Regions from separate parts of the Sus scrofa genome. Here region 1 is linked to region 2. A link is a contact called in public Hi-C data. All regions are on one chromosome and are shown on one strand. The core of a region is the stretch at or near the end of the contact, and the rest is flanking DNA. Distances in the headings are between cores, read along the strand shown.

Region 1 (7,145 bases), core at 2,816-5,315, 82 kb after region 2:
CTCTGTTCAGGCAGCTGCAGCAGCTCCCCATGGTGTCAGAGCAGCCGGCCCGCCCTAGGGAAGAACACGAGGGACAGGAAGGTCGTCAAGGTGAGCTCCAAAAAGCCCTGCTCTGGGGAACTCTGGCAGAAGCACCTCGCGGAGCTGACCTACTGTCTCCAAGACTCACCATCCCTCCCTCAAAGAATTCACACTCTTGGAGTTCCCATCGTGGCACAGTGGTTAACGAATCCGACTAGGAACCATGAGGTTTCGGGTTCGGTCCCTGGCCTTGCTCAGAGGGTTAGGGATCCGGTGTTGCCGTGAGCTGTGGTGTAGGTCGCAGACGTGGCTCAGATTCCATGTTGCTGTGGGCCTGGTGTAGGTCAGTGGCTATAGCTCCGATTAGACCACTAGCCTGGGAACCTCCATATGCCAAGGGAAGCAGCCCTAGAAAAGGCAAAAAGACAAAAAAAAAAAAAAGAAAAGAAAAAAAATAAGGGAATTTACACTGGAAATCCAGGGCTAGACACACACACTGGGCAAACATTAATTTAGGTTAGGGCATGTTAAGGATTAATGCTGACGGGGATGGAGAGCGCTTCTCAGGGGTAACATTTGATCTGGACTTTTAGGGAGGATTCTGACTGGTGTAACCATAGGGAAGGGCAGCCTGGGCAGCAGGAAAAGCAAGGCTACAAGTAGGGACACAGAGGAAGTGATCTGTGTCATGAGCTGGGTACCAGCCCGGGCCCCTCATCCAGATTCAGCAGAGAAACTGTAACTTGGGAGCCCCAGACTCTTTGGCCTGGATCCTTCTCCTTGTCCCGCCTCATCCACCTCACTCCTCCTACGACATCTAAATCCTCTCTTTTCCTCCCTCCCCACCATCCCAATATCCACCTCAAATGTATCTTTTTTTTTTTTTTTTTTTTTTTTTTGACATGCCTACAGCACATGGAAGTTCCTGGGGGCCAGGGATCAAACACAAGCCACAGTAGTGAAAATGCTGATCCTTAATCCCTGAGGCACTAGGGAACTCCCTCAAATTTATCTTCATGATATTCTTTTCAAATGCGATATTACATTATGGTCAAGAGATACATTCAAGGAATTCCTATCGTGGCACAGCAGAAATGAATCCGACTAGGAACCATGAGGTTGCGGGTTTGGTCCCTGGCCTCACTCAGTGTCTTCAGGATCTGGCACTGCTGCGAACTGTGGTGTAGGTCACAGATGTGACTCGGATCCCGCATTGCTGTGGCTGTGGCTGTAGGCCAACAGCTGCAGCTTTGATTTGACCCCTGGCCTGGGAACTTCCATGTGCCGTAGGTGTGCCCCTAAAAAAAAAAAAAAAAAAAAAAAAAAAAAAAAGAGAAAACCAAAAGAGAGATACATTCAGAAGATCAAACAATTAAAACCTTGAGTAGGCATTTCTTCGTTAAAAAATTAAATGCTGGGTTTGCTCTCCTTTGGCCAAAGTGGAGACGAGAAGCCTTACTGTTTGGCTTTTCCCTCCCTGATTAAGGCACTTGGATTAGACGTCACAACAGTCAGACCTGTGCCCAGGATGGAGGGGAGACCACCAGGCTACAGTGACCTAAGGGAGCAAGCGAATGCATGGGCCAATCCCAAACAAGTTATGGGGTGGCAAACGGCAGCAAGAAATCAATTGGTAGGATTAGATGGCCTTCTGGCACTCCCCCTGAATGTGTAAAGCCTTGAACGATCCTGACCCGCACCCTCCATTTCTCCCAAGTTGGGAAGCTCCAGAAAAGTGGCTCCTATACACAGCTCTCACCTCACCCAGGCCATCGGGGAGCCGACCATGGGAGGGGCATGGGGAAGGACCCCCACTTTATTCCCCCCTTTCTTGGTGGGGCGTCATGACAAGCCGTCTGCAGAGAAGTCACCTGGATCTCCCTGGGGCTCACCTAGCATAGGAGACAGAGACCACAGGTTAGCAGAAACCTTCCATCTTCACCCCCAATTGTTAATGAAAATGACTTGCTCTCAGTTCACCCCACCTGGATATCTGTTGCACGTCCTAATGAAATAGAAACATCTATTGGAGTTCCCGTCATGGCTCAGTGGTTAACAAATCCGACTAGGAACCATGAGGTTGCGGGTTCCATCCCTGGCTTCACTCAGTGAGTTAAGGATCCAGCTTTGCCGTGAGCTGTAGTGTAGGTTGCAGATGTGACTCGGATCCCATGTTGCTGTGGCTCTGGTGTAGGCCGGCGGCTACAGCTCTGATTCGACCCCTAGCCTGGGAACCTCCATATGCAGCGGGAGTGGCCCAAGAAATGGCAAAAAGGACAAAAGAAAAAAGAAAAAAAAAAGAAATAGAAACATCTAGGACGAACATGAGATCAAAGGCAAAGGGACCATGAACTCCAAGCCCCATAGACCCTGAGAGGCCCCCTCTGGCATCAGTGAGTCTAAGGCAGCCCAGGGCATTTTTAAGTCACATGTCCATCTGAATCCTATTACAACCAAGATCACCACCTTACCTTTGCAGAGAACTTGAACTCTGCAGAGAGCTTTCTCAAAAGGACACTAAGATATACTGGAAAAGCAATGGCTTAAGAGTCAGGAACCCAATAGTCCCGTCTTTTCTGTTGCTAACTTATATCTGGGAGTCTGCCAGGTTGATCCTCCACTCCCCCAACTCCCACCCCAAGGCCTGAGTTTTGAAGGGAAACAGCTGTCAGCTGCAGAGCTTCTAGCTTCAATAACCTCTAGAGGTTAGTAGGGAGGACAAACATCACTAAAATCAACATTTTCCTCTTCCAGGACAAGCTCCTACGATCTCACATTCGGACGCTTGATAGATTTTTCTGTTCTCCAAGTTCTGAAAGGCTGGAAATTTAACATAAATGCTGCCAACCAACCAAAACTTCAGTAATCTGAGCCCTAGGTGGACTAGTTGACAAGCCAGGACCCAGGAAATCCCTGAAATCCCACCCTCCTGCTCTAGAAAAGCAATGTCATTTCCCAGGACCCTTTGTTGCTCAGCATCCTTGGACAACTTCCCAGGTAAAAGGGCTCCCACCCTCTTGGTTTGGCTTACTTCCTGGAGGGGGGCAGCAGGATGAGGAAGGTGTGCAAGGACTAGAACAGGCAGCTGGGTAAATATTGAGGCTTGAGCCACCAAGAGGGAGTCTGGGGGTGAAACCAGGAGCTGCAGGGTGCAAGATGGGGGAGGGCGCTGCACCTTTTCCTGTCCCCTTCAATTCTCTTTAAGATACCAGGATATAGCATGACAGCCCAATGGGGGGGGGGCTACATGGGGTGGAGAGGCAGGAGACGGCTCTGGTCTGAGATGGGGTGGATTGGGGGTGGGAGTATGAGGTTATTGGGGATTCAAAATGTATGAGAGGGATTGGGGAAACGTGGGCAAATTTTTTTGGATTTGAGCACAGTGCAAGGAGAATGAGGGAATATGAAGACTCAGGAATTTCAGGGCGGTGGAAACATCTGGTGGTATCCAGGAGAGAATGGTGGTTTCTGTGGGCATACCAGGGGAATTCGCAGGAGTGAGGGGGTTCTGAAGGTCCAGGACACGCGAAGGTGTATCCAGAGGGTGGGGGTGGGGTGGATCCGGGGGATTAGAGGCAGATTTAGGTGACAGGGTTGACAGGGGAATTTCTAGATCCCGAGAAGGAATAGGGGAGGTCGGGGCCGCGCGTCGTCCCTAGATCCCCGCCCCCCAGCCCGGGCTCCACCGCCCGCCCGCCAGGGGCTTCCTCGGGAGGGAGCGGAGACTGCGGTGCGGCGCGGCGCGGCCTCGGTGGAGCCGCCTTGTCCCCGCCCCGCCGCGCCCCGACTCACATCGCCCCGCGGCCCGGGCGGCGCCGGGCCCCGCTCCCGGGTCCCGCTGCAGACAGCCGCCGCCCGCCCGGAGCTGAGGCCTCCCCGCCCCGCAGCCGCGGGGTCGGAGGTCACCGGCAGCACCAACGAGACGCTGCGGGCGGGCGGACCCGATTGGGGGCGACCGGCGCGCAGCCTAGAAGGTCTCTTTGGAGGACTTTGCAGTCGGGAGCAAGGAGCATGCGCAGACGCCAGAGGGCGCTCCGGGCCAGAGGCTGAGAGAGCCTGGCAGGGGCGGGGCGGAGCCTGGGGCGGGGGCGGGGATAGGGCGGGGCTGAGGGGGTCCAGAAGTGGGACCAAAGATTTCCACTCCCAGGATCGCTAGACTGGCGGGAGGCGCGGGGGGGGGGGGCAGTGGGGGGAGCCTAAAGGGATGGAAAGGAGGAGGTCAGGACCAGGGACCCGGAAAGGAGCTGGGACAAGGGGGAGGGATCTAGATGGGGGTGGGACACACAGACAGAGGCGGGACTAGGACACCAGAAGGAGAGTCTTGGCGGGGGGACCTGCAGGTTCCGAAGGGCGTTGCGTTCCGCAAGTGCTTGAGGACCCGGCTAAACGGTGACTCCCGGTGTCTGCTCAGCATCTGCAGGGAAGCGATTCCAGCGCTAATCCCATGGGCATGGCGGCAGTGAAGCCTGCTCACTTTCCACCCGAGAGCCCTACAAATGCTTTCCTTTAGTCTGCAGCTCTAGGCCCCTCCCGGCCTAGGCCCCTCCCAGAGCCGCCGGGCTCTACCAGCTCCTGGGCAGGGCCCGCGAGCGGAGGGGGGCGTGGGAGAGGAAGGGCCGCTCTCCGCGGGCGGGCAGAGGCCGGCGCTGGGGCCTCGGGGTGGGGACCGGCTGAGGGGCCCGACGGCGGGGTCTGTCCAGTCCAGAGCGGCCCGGACACCGGCGCGTAGCGAGGGTGAGACCCCAGCAGAGTCCCGTTCCTTCTCTTAAACTCCGAGCAGACACACTGGGACCCCCGCTGACTCCAGGACAACACTGCGCCCCGCTTCGAAGGTGGGCCCCGCGAAGCCCAAGAAAAAACTTTGGGGATCTGTCGAGAGGGCACTTGGCGGAACCTGACACTTCTCTTCCCTGTCTTCCTCTCACTGTCCTGGGAAACCTTCCCACCCGCGACCCCCAATCCCTAGACTTAGCCCTTCAGGGGTGGGTTGGGAAGGTCGAACTCCTGAGCCCGGGTACACTTGCGCGGGGGCAGGAGAAAGTATTCAGTCCCTTGTGTGGGGGAGGGGAGGAGGAAATTCTCGAAGGATCCAGCATGTTAGTAAGGTGGGGGTAAGGTGGGGCCCCCGCTAAGTAGAGGTGATGTTATGTGGTCCTGGGCCGAGGGGATGAAGGGTCAGGGGCAAGGACTGATTTTTGAGCATTGTCTCTGTGTGGGACGATTTCATGCAAACAAGAATTAACTTGGAAGGGAGGGTGCAAGTCTCCTTTGGGGCCCCGGAAGCGCCCCCTTCCTGTGATCACCCCCTCCCCAGCGGGTAGTGCTGCTTGAGGAAGTGGCTACTCCTGGCCCCGAGTGTGAGCAGCCCATCCTGGCTGCTTTCCACAGGAAACCTGAGCTGGGGGACAGAACGGGCAGGAAGCAGATGGGTGCGGAGCCAGGAAGCAGGGAAGGATAGCAGAGGGTGGGAGCTCAGGTCTGGGAAGCCGTATAATTGTTTCAGTCCAAGCCCTGTTCCCAGCCCCAAAGCTGGGTCTTACAGGGGCCAGGGTGATGCCCTTCTGTGCCCAGCTGCTGGCAGAATCCATCCCTGCTCTCGAAGGTAACCTCCTCCTCTAAAGCTTCCCTTAGCCTTCTAATGCGACTTTGGGCAAGTTAAGTAACCTCAGTTTGTTTCAACCGTAATGTGGGATCATAGAAACTACCTCATACAATTGTTGTGAAGATGGATTGTATTATGTAACATGCTAGGATAGTCCCTGGCACAGAGTAAACATTCTAGAAAAGCTTGCTTTCGTTATTTTCCTTCCTAGGGTGCTGTGTCTATCTGCCCAGAACCCTGGCCCCATCCTGCCTGGTTTCATCTCTGTCTTACCCAGTAGACTAAGCACCTTGAGGGCAGGGACCATCCCTTTTGTACTTCACCTCCCATCCTCAAGATCCTGTGGCCATACCAGGGCTTACCCAGAGGAGGCCTGAAGAGATGCTCTTAGAATTACTCAACAAAAGGGCCACTAGAGATAGAAGATGGAAGTGCAAGATTTTCCTCTGTTCTCGAGGAGCACATAGACTAGACGAGGTGCTGAGAGAGCCCAGCGAGCAAAGAGAAACATTAGTTGTTAAATCTTGGGGCCCCCACTGTGCTTATTTCTGGAGCTCAGGGGAGGAAAGCTGGTATGGGCTGGAGAAGCTGAGCAGAGTCTCCCGGTGAAGTGGTCCTTCTCCTGGCCCAAGCCTATGTCTGGCAAGACGGCTGGTGCAGGGGATGGTGAGGAAGTGGGCTCACCCCTGAGCACGCAGTGAGGGGTGGTGAGCGTTATGGCTGGGGAGGTGGGGAACAGGGGCCGGTCTACCCAAAGGCTCACCAAAAAGCCAGAATGCCCCCTCCTTCCTCTGTGGGCCTCCTCTTTCCTCCATCCCAATCTCGGGAGACCCCAGACAGAGTTCGAGGTGCAGAAACTCAAGAACTGAAAGACTTGGCCTTGAGATCTGGCTCTGTCATTTACTAGCTGTGTGACCTTGGGCAGACCACTTATGCTTTCCAAGCCGCCCTTGGTCCATCAGTAAAATGGTGACAAGAAAACCACCTAATTCACATGGTCGTTGGGAAGACTGAAGGAGATAAAGCTTGCAAAGCACTTTGCTTGCCTAGCATGTTGTCGTGGCCCAATGAAGAGGAGGTGCCTCTTTTTTTTCTGTTCAGATTTTGCCATCAATGTCACTGCTGAACTCTGGCTGGCCACACCCAGGAGAGAGGCCTACCCCTCTGGAGCCAAATCCACCAGTCAACCCAGACAGCAACCCAGGCCAGAGGCCAGAGGAGGACCCTGAGGAGGCCTCTGCTCAGGTGGTAGGAGTCCTGCCCTTCCCTCTGAGACCAGCATCCCCTCCATCCTTTGCACCTCCTCCCATTTAACCAGGTGAGAGGTAGCCTTTGTGCCAGCTTCTGGCAGCCCTTTCTCTTTGCAGGAATTCCTGTCCCTGTAACGCCCTCAGGACACAGGGGTTCAATATCTTTAAACTTCCTCCCATGAATATGTGACTTCTCCTAGAGGGGTCTGTGTTGATCAAAGCAGAAGAATGAAGGCATTATGATTTTGAGCATGAGAAGGGGAAATGGAGTT
Region 2 (6,709 bases), core at 602-3,101:
TGGGGCAGGGTTGCCACATTTTATTTTAGGAACCCCCACTGAAGAAGTCCCCCTACAATCAAAGGTCTTTCATCCAGCCAAGGGGCCAGAGGGTACCCAGGACGATGGAATGGTCTGGAATCCCCAAACACGAGCAGAAAAAACTCTGCCCTTCCTCAAAGGGCAGAGATAATTTCCTGTATTCCCAGAAAAAAAGAAAAAAAACATATGTCTGGCGGCTGAAACAACAAAGTGTGTGGAGGCTCGGCGACCAGGGATGCCTGGTTAAGCCATTTATTACATTCTGCGCCTCTGCGGTTGGAACAAGTTCTCCTCTGATCCAGCCCGTTACAAACTACCACTTGTGTGGGAGCTGCCCAGTCGTGGCGGAGGGGAAATCAACCAAGCCCTGAAGGAAGGCCTCCGGAGCAGGTGCTGAGGCTCCCGGAGGCAGCGGAAGGGACCCCATGACTGCCTGGGCGACCTTTCTGCCCTGGAAAGGGGAGAGAGGGGAAGATGCCAGGGCTGGGGTTTGTTTTCTCTTCTCAGAGCCCCTCTGGCAGAGGAGGTAGCAAAGGAAAGCTTGACAAACTAGGAAACAGAACAAGAATGTCCACCCAATCCCCACACCTCAGGACACGGTGGTCACCGGTCCCCGCAGGGCCTGGGGAGCATCAGCTGGGCTGGACCCAAAGTTCTCTAGGGGCGGAGGGGGTGTTGTAAGATTGCATTCCTCAGTCACTGTTGACTGTCACTCCAACCATGCCCACTGGGGGCATCCCTTGGTGAGTCTCCTCCTTCTGTTTTTTGTTGTTGTTGTTGTTGTTTAGGGCTGCACCTGCAGCATATGGAAGTTCCCAGGCTAGGGGTTGAATTGGAGCTGCAGCTGCCGGCCTAAACCACAGCCACAGCAACATGGGATCTGAGTTGCCTGCGACCAACACCACATCCTTAACCCACTGAGTGAGGCCAGGGATCAAACCTGTGTCCTCATGGATACTAGTCAGGTTCTTAACCCACTGAGCCACAACAGGAACTCCCTCCCCATTCTGTTCTTAAGTTTCTTTCTTTCTTTCTTTTTTTTTTTTTTTTTTTTTTTTTTGCTTTTTAGGGCTACACCCACAGCATATGGAGGTTCCCAGGCTAGGGGTTGAATCGGAGCTATAGCTGCCAGCCTACACCACAGCCACAGCAATGCAGGATCACGTCTGCGACTGGCAGACATCACAGCTCAAGGCCAGGGATCGAACCCGTGTCCTCATGGATACTAGTCAGGTTCTTAACTCACTGAGCCACAATGGGAACTCCTGCTCTTAAGTTTCATTTGAGAAAAGGATCATATCCATTCCCTGATACACACACACACACACACACACACACACACACACACACACACGCACCCACATCAAGGCCTCAGTAGGCAAGGGCCATGTTGCCTAGCAGTCACCCCAGCCGCTATCTCTCCTTACAGACTGGCCAGAAGCAGGAAGACCTCGGCCAGCTTTTCCCCAGACCAGGCACCCACTTTGATTCCTCTCCAGAAGTCTTGGGTTTTAAAAAGATTTTCTTTTCCGAAGCTTGTGTATTACCCACCCTTCACTAGGGGAGAGGCAGGTGGGAAAGAGAGACCCCCACCCTTCTGGGCTCTAATGAGATCCAGGCTGGCAGAGCACTGAGCCTGGCACCTGGCACACTGGAGATACACTGCACGCAGGTCGTTATTATATTAGCTGACCCCCTGGTCCCCTAGGGGTCAGGAAAGGCAACAATGGGCCCTCTGCCTGCTTCCGGCCCTGATAAAAAGCAAGTGGGAGTCACACTGGCCCTGGGAAGTGTGCACCCCCCAGGACACTGCCCGGCCTGGCGGTGGGGGGAGGACAGTCAGGGGCTTGTTTTTAGACAAGCCTGAACACAGGCGGGAGGTGAGGAGGAGGGGAAGGAAGAGAGGGAGGCGAAGGGCAGGGGCGGCAGCTCCCGGTCTGCCGAGTGGCCCCAGGGCCCACAGCTCCGGCCCATCAGCCTGTCGACCAGGCTCCCATCCCACAGGAAAGGGTGGGAGCTGGCGCCTCCTGGCTGGCCCGGGGCAAGCGGGGCAGCTTCAAAGGCAATCCCAGACCAGAGAGGCGCCCGTCTTGTCCCATAGGGATCAGCTGGGCCCTGGCACGAGGCCGGCCTCAGGAGGCCCGCCACTGGGCTTTGAAGGATGGGGGACCAGAGGGACACGGGGCTGAGGGAAACCTGGAGGGTAGAAACCAGAAAGGTCCTGCGAGGGTCCACCCTTGTCCTGTGCAGAGACTCAGCCCAGCCCCGCACGCAGAGCCTCTGGTGTCTGTCTGTCTCTCTCACACACAGACACACACGTTGTAGGATCCCTGCCCCCGCTGCTCAGTGGGTTGGAGGGGGACCGGGGAACTGAAACCCCTTCTTTCCCTTCTCCCATGCCCCCCTCCTGGACACGCCGTCCACTCGAGAGGCCTCCCCGCGGCCACACTGCGTTGTCCTCCAGTTGCTTCCTGGTCGGCTCCCATCTCCCCAGGAAGCTCCCAGAGAAATCAGAGTTCTTCTTAGGACCTCCACCCCACCCCAGAGCACGGACTTCCCAGAATGAAACTCGGGGCCCCAGGAGGCTGTCCGTCCAATGACGCATCATGCGCGCAATTCCACCTTATCCAGCAAACACCCCGTGTCCCCACGATGGACCTGGCTCTGGGCTCAGCTCACAACAGCTATCAGATCTCACCCGTCCCCCACAAACACGTCACAGGACAAACAGAACTTCTGCAGATGAGAAAACCAGGACTCAGAGAGGGGAAGGGACTCAGGCGAGGCCACACTGCAAGAACCTGGGGAAGCGGGGAGACCAGGTCCCCTCAGGTGGGCAACCACCACCAGCCCCAGCCCCAGGAGGAAACCAGGGGCCCACAGGGAAGACCCATGTAGATGGATTATTGTTCCCATAAGCTCCCAGTCCTGCCTCACTCCCCCGACCCCATGTTGTCCTCAGTGAATCCCACAGAGGGTCCCAGAGGGGCCTGCACCGCCCTCGGCCCTCCCAGATGCCCCAGAACACGGGCCAGGCCCCGCCCACCGGCAGACCCTCTTCTGCTCCCCAGCCAGGACGAGTCCATGCCCAGGGCTCGAGAGGTCACAGATCTGGGGGTCATGAGGCGGTTAACACGGGCCACAAGAGGGCCTCGGGGGGAAATCATAGCAAACTGGCTGGACAGAAATGTGATTACATGGACCAGAGACCTGGCACCGGACGGCAGTCGAGGTGTGTGTGCAGAGGGAGGGGCAGGGAGGGGCACAGACAGCAACCCAGACAGGAAAGGGACCTGAAGAGCAGGAGAAGGGTTTCTAGACTGGGACTCAGGAGTTCCCTTTGTGGCTCAGTGGAAACGAATCCAACTAGCATCCATGAGGATGAGGGTTTGGTCCCTGGCCTTGCTCAGTGGGTTAAGGATCCAGCGTTGCCGTGAGCTGTGGTGTAGGCCACAGAGGTGGCTCAGATCTGGTGTTGCTGTAGCTGTGGCATAGGCTGGCAGCTATAGCTTCAATTTGACCCCAAGCCTGAGAACTTTTATATGCTGTGGGTGTGGCCCTAAAAAGCAAAACAAAAACAAAAACAAAAACAAAAAACTGGAGCTCCAAGAGCCCCACGCTCCGTGTGACCTCCTCCCTTGGCCACCTCAGCCCACCTGATCCTGTCCCCCTGCTGAGGAAAGATCAGCTAAGTCCTGATGGATGATAGGTCAGCCCATAAGCTCACTGATGCCATCCCCCCAGGGAAGACAAGGCCCAAGAGTCCCTCCTGACTGGCCATTGTGTGCCGTCATGGATTTGGGGCCCGAGAGTTTGGACCCTCTGGAGTGAGCCTGCTCCAAAAGGGCAGAGTGGAGTTGGAAAACTGCATTTGGCTCTCCCACAGGCACGTCCTGTTCCTTCTCCCAGGTGGACCCCTGGTTGATCATGGGAGGGGCTTGAGGGGACCCGTGCTGGGCCCCTTCCTGCTCTGTCCGGGCATGCGCAGGCTTCCAGCAGCACAGGTGTGTCCTGGGCAGGTGCCTGCAGGGCTGGGACAGGGAGAGAGGCCAGCGCTGCTTTCCAGCACTCAGGAACTCCCTCTCCAGAGCTGCATCAGCCTTGGGGACACAGCCTTTGCGTGCCCATCTCTTCAGGAGAGAGGGACCCACACTCCAGCCCTTCCTCGGGCCGCTTGGGCAGATCCGGGTGTGAGAAGATGCAAAGGGCAGAGAGGAGTGGCTCTGGCTCCCAACCAAGCCCTTGATGGACCAGCCCTGACCCACAGCGCCCCCGCTGCCCTTGGGGGCTTCCTCGGCTCCCTCCCCACTGCCTCAGCCTCTCCAATCTCCAGCCTCCCTGCAGCAGCTCAGCCACTGCAATGAACTCCTACGGTTCAGCTTCCTTTGGAAGAATTTAATCTGCCTCTGAGAACTTTGAAAACAACCTCTCGATAACTGAGGTATCCAGGCTTTGCCTAATTAAAGAAGACACTGGAAGAGCGGAGGGGAAAAGGGATGAAGAAAAACACCTATGAGCCTGGACGATTGCATCAAGTTCACAACCAAGCTCAAGCAATTCCCTTGTACCAGGCATAGTTCTGAGCGGATACTGTTGCTGAGACGACCCTCAAATCACACACTCCTGGGGAAGGAGTAATAATACATCCCCCAGGTCACAGAGGCAGAGAGGCTGACACCTGGCTCAAGGTCCCATGCTGGTGGGCAGTGGAGCTGAGGCCCCTGGTCTGGGGGTCTGCACACCCCACCTCCGCCTGCTCGGGCTGCTGAGTGCATGGGGCACAGCAGCTGGCTGGGTGCCTAGGTGAGCAGTCAGTCAGGACAGGACCTGAGGAGGCAGGTAGGGAGTCGGAAGCCCACTGGCAGAGGGGCCCTGGGCTAGGCAGATGCGGCTGGATGCTGTTCCCTGACAACTTCGTCTCAGCCTTCTGAGTCTGCTCTCTGGAAGACGGCTGGGTTTAGCGGAATGCGCCTATGCGCTGGACCTGATGGACCAGAGTTCAAGTCTGGCTTTGCCACTTAATGGCTGTGTGAGCCAGGACAGGTACTTAACTTTCTTTTCTTTTTCTTTTTCTTTCTTTTTTTTTTTTTTTGTCTTTTTAGGGTTGCAGCATATGGAAGTTTCCAGGCTAGGAGTCGAATTGCAGCTGTAGCTGCCAGCCGACACTACAGCCACAGCAACGCGGGATCTGAGCTGCATCTGCGACCTACACCACAGCTCACAGCAATGCTGGATCCTTAACCCACTGAAAGAGGCCAGGGATCAAACTCACATCCTCATGGATACTAGTCAGTTTCCTTAGTCAACTCTTGAGCCAAACAAAAATTTCCGTATTGAAGCTCTCAGAGCCTCAGTTTCCCCATTTGTAAAAGAGGATGGCAGTAATGCCACCTCCCATAGAGTAGGTGAGGCGATCAAAGGAGCAGACGTGTGTGGGGTACCTGGCAGCTCAGTGGTGGCCCATGAGTGTTAGCTCCCTGGTGAGGGGGTGAGCAGCGTCCACCTGGCTGGATGGAAGTGGGGCTTTGAAGACTCCACCACTCAAAGCACGAAAACAGGCCTCACAGAGAGCTGGCCAGACCTTCGGGCTCTCAGGCCCCAGCCCAGACCTCTTGAGTCGGAATCTGCATTTTAACACAGCATCCTGGGCACATTAAAATTACTTTACTTGCAGCTTGCTGGGGGCTGGGTCACCTAGAGGTTCCAAGGTGGCAGGTGGGCAGGGAGAGCAGGAAGGTTCAGGCCCCTAAGGGACGTATTTTGAGGCACAGGCACAGCCCTTCTGAGCCCCATAGTGAATCTGAGCAAACACTCCAACATTTTAGGCCCGGGAGCCAAGGTGGAGGTGGGAACGCAGAGCCCAGCCCCTCTGCCCTCATGGTGTTGGGAACTCTGGCCTGGGGAAGGGGGAAAGAACTGTCTGGAAGGTGATTGGGTTACCAGGGGAAATGAATTCAGATAGGCCTTGGGAGACACACCCACTCACACACACACAGCATCTCCTGTACACACACCACTGTACACACATGCACACTTGCCAGCACACACACAGCACCCCAGGACTTGCCTGCCTAGAGAACAGCTCCAGCAGAGGGCAGACAACCTTGAGGACAGGCTGTGCCTGGACACGGTGGTGTATGCTCCCCAGAGGGGGGGGGGGGCCACTGCCCCCCCCCCGCAACGGGCCTGGGAGACCCCCATCCCCCCCGCATTGCTCTGCCCCCCCATCCCCTGCCTAAGCCCCAAACCCAGCTAAACAATGAGAAACCTAAGTCCTGCTCACCTGAGCTTAACAGGGACCCACATTCTAATTGGTCACCTGCAACATGCCTGCTAACAGCGCTCCCCACCCACTGCCCCAGTGCATGAAACCAAGCACCCCAGGCTGCTTGGAGGGTAATAGCCAAGTGGAGCACTAACCTCAGGGTCCCCCTGAGAGGCGGCGAGACCCAGCGGACGGAGGCTGCACCCCTGTCCCGGGTACACATGCATGCAGAGCAATAGCAAGGGCCACCCTCTGTTGACCACACAGTTTCGAGCAGCAGGGCCCCCAGTCCCCCAGACCGACCCAAGGGTGGGTAACACTCTCACCTATACACCCCCATCTTCAGCTCAGAAACACACACCTGCTGACCTCTTTCACCACCACAGGCCGGAAGGCCAGGGGTCCCCAGGCTCATGCAGACTC

Evidence for each region. Hi-C and Micro-C count contacts between places; a contact is called where the count stands out from the background.
Region 1: a contact with region 2 is called in a Hi-C map of retroperitoneal adipose tissue, with 2.0 times the contacts expected there. The contact joins the promoter of FRS3 here to the enhancer-like site in region 2. A contact is called at or near these places in 1 of 5 promoter capture datasets (liver), 9 of 47 Hi-C or Micro-C datasets (embryonic fibroblasts, epiblast stem cells, fetal liver and 4 more) and 2 of 2 datasets of contacts at active chromatin or transcription factors (alveolar macrophages and skeletal muscle).

The regions. Positions count from the first base shown.
Region 1 is chr7:36,965,612-36,972,756 of Sscrofa11.1, forward strand. It overlaps FRS3 (fibroblast growth factor receptor substrate 3), which reads right to left and starts at 4,066. Exons shown (of 7, transcript XM_005665964.3): 1 at 3,814-4,066; 2 at 1,781-1,913; 3 at 1-54. The coding sequence starts at 31. PRICKLE4 (prickle-like protein 4) reads left to right here and starts at 6,726. Exons shown (of 8, transcript XM_021098686.1): 1 at 6,726-6,868. The coding sequence starts at 6,737.
Region 2 is chr7:36,885,675-36,892,383 of Sscrofa11.1, forward strand. The region is part of intron 1 of TFEB (transcription factor EB); the gene reads right to left. Among named protein-coding and RNA genes, the nearest start is that of TFEB, 32 kb to the right of the region's middle. Within about 2 kb of position 1,852, at least 6 of the 83 cell types and tissues checked have an H3K27ac peak or open chromatin away from gene starts, as enhancers often do. A contact at or near this core is called in retroperitoneal adipose tissue, where this site is marked.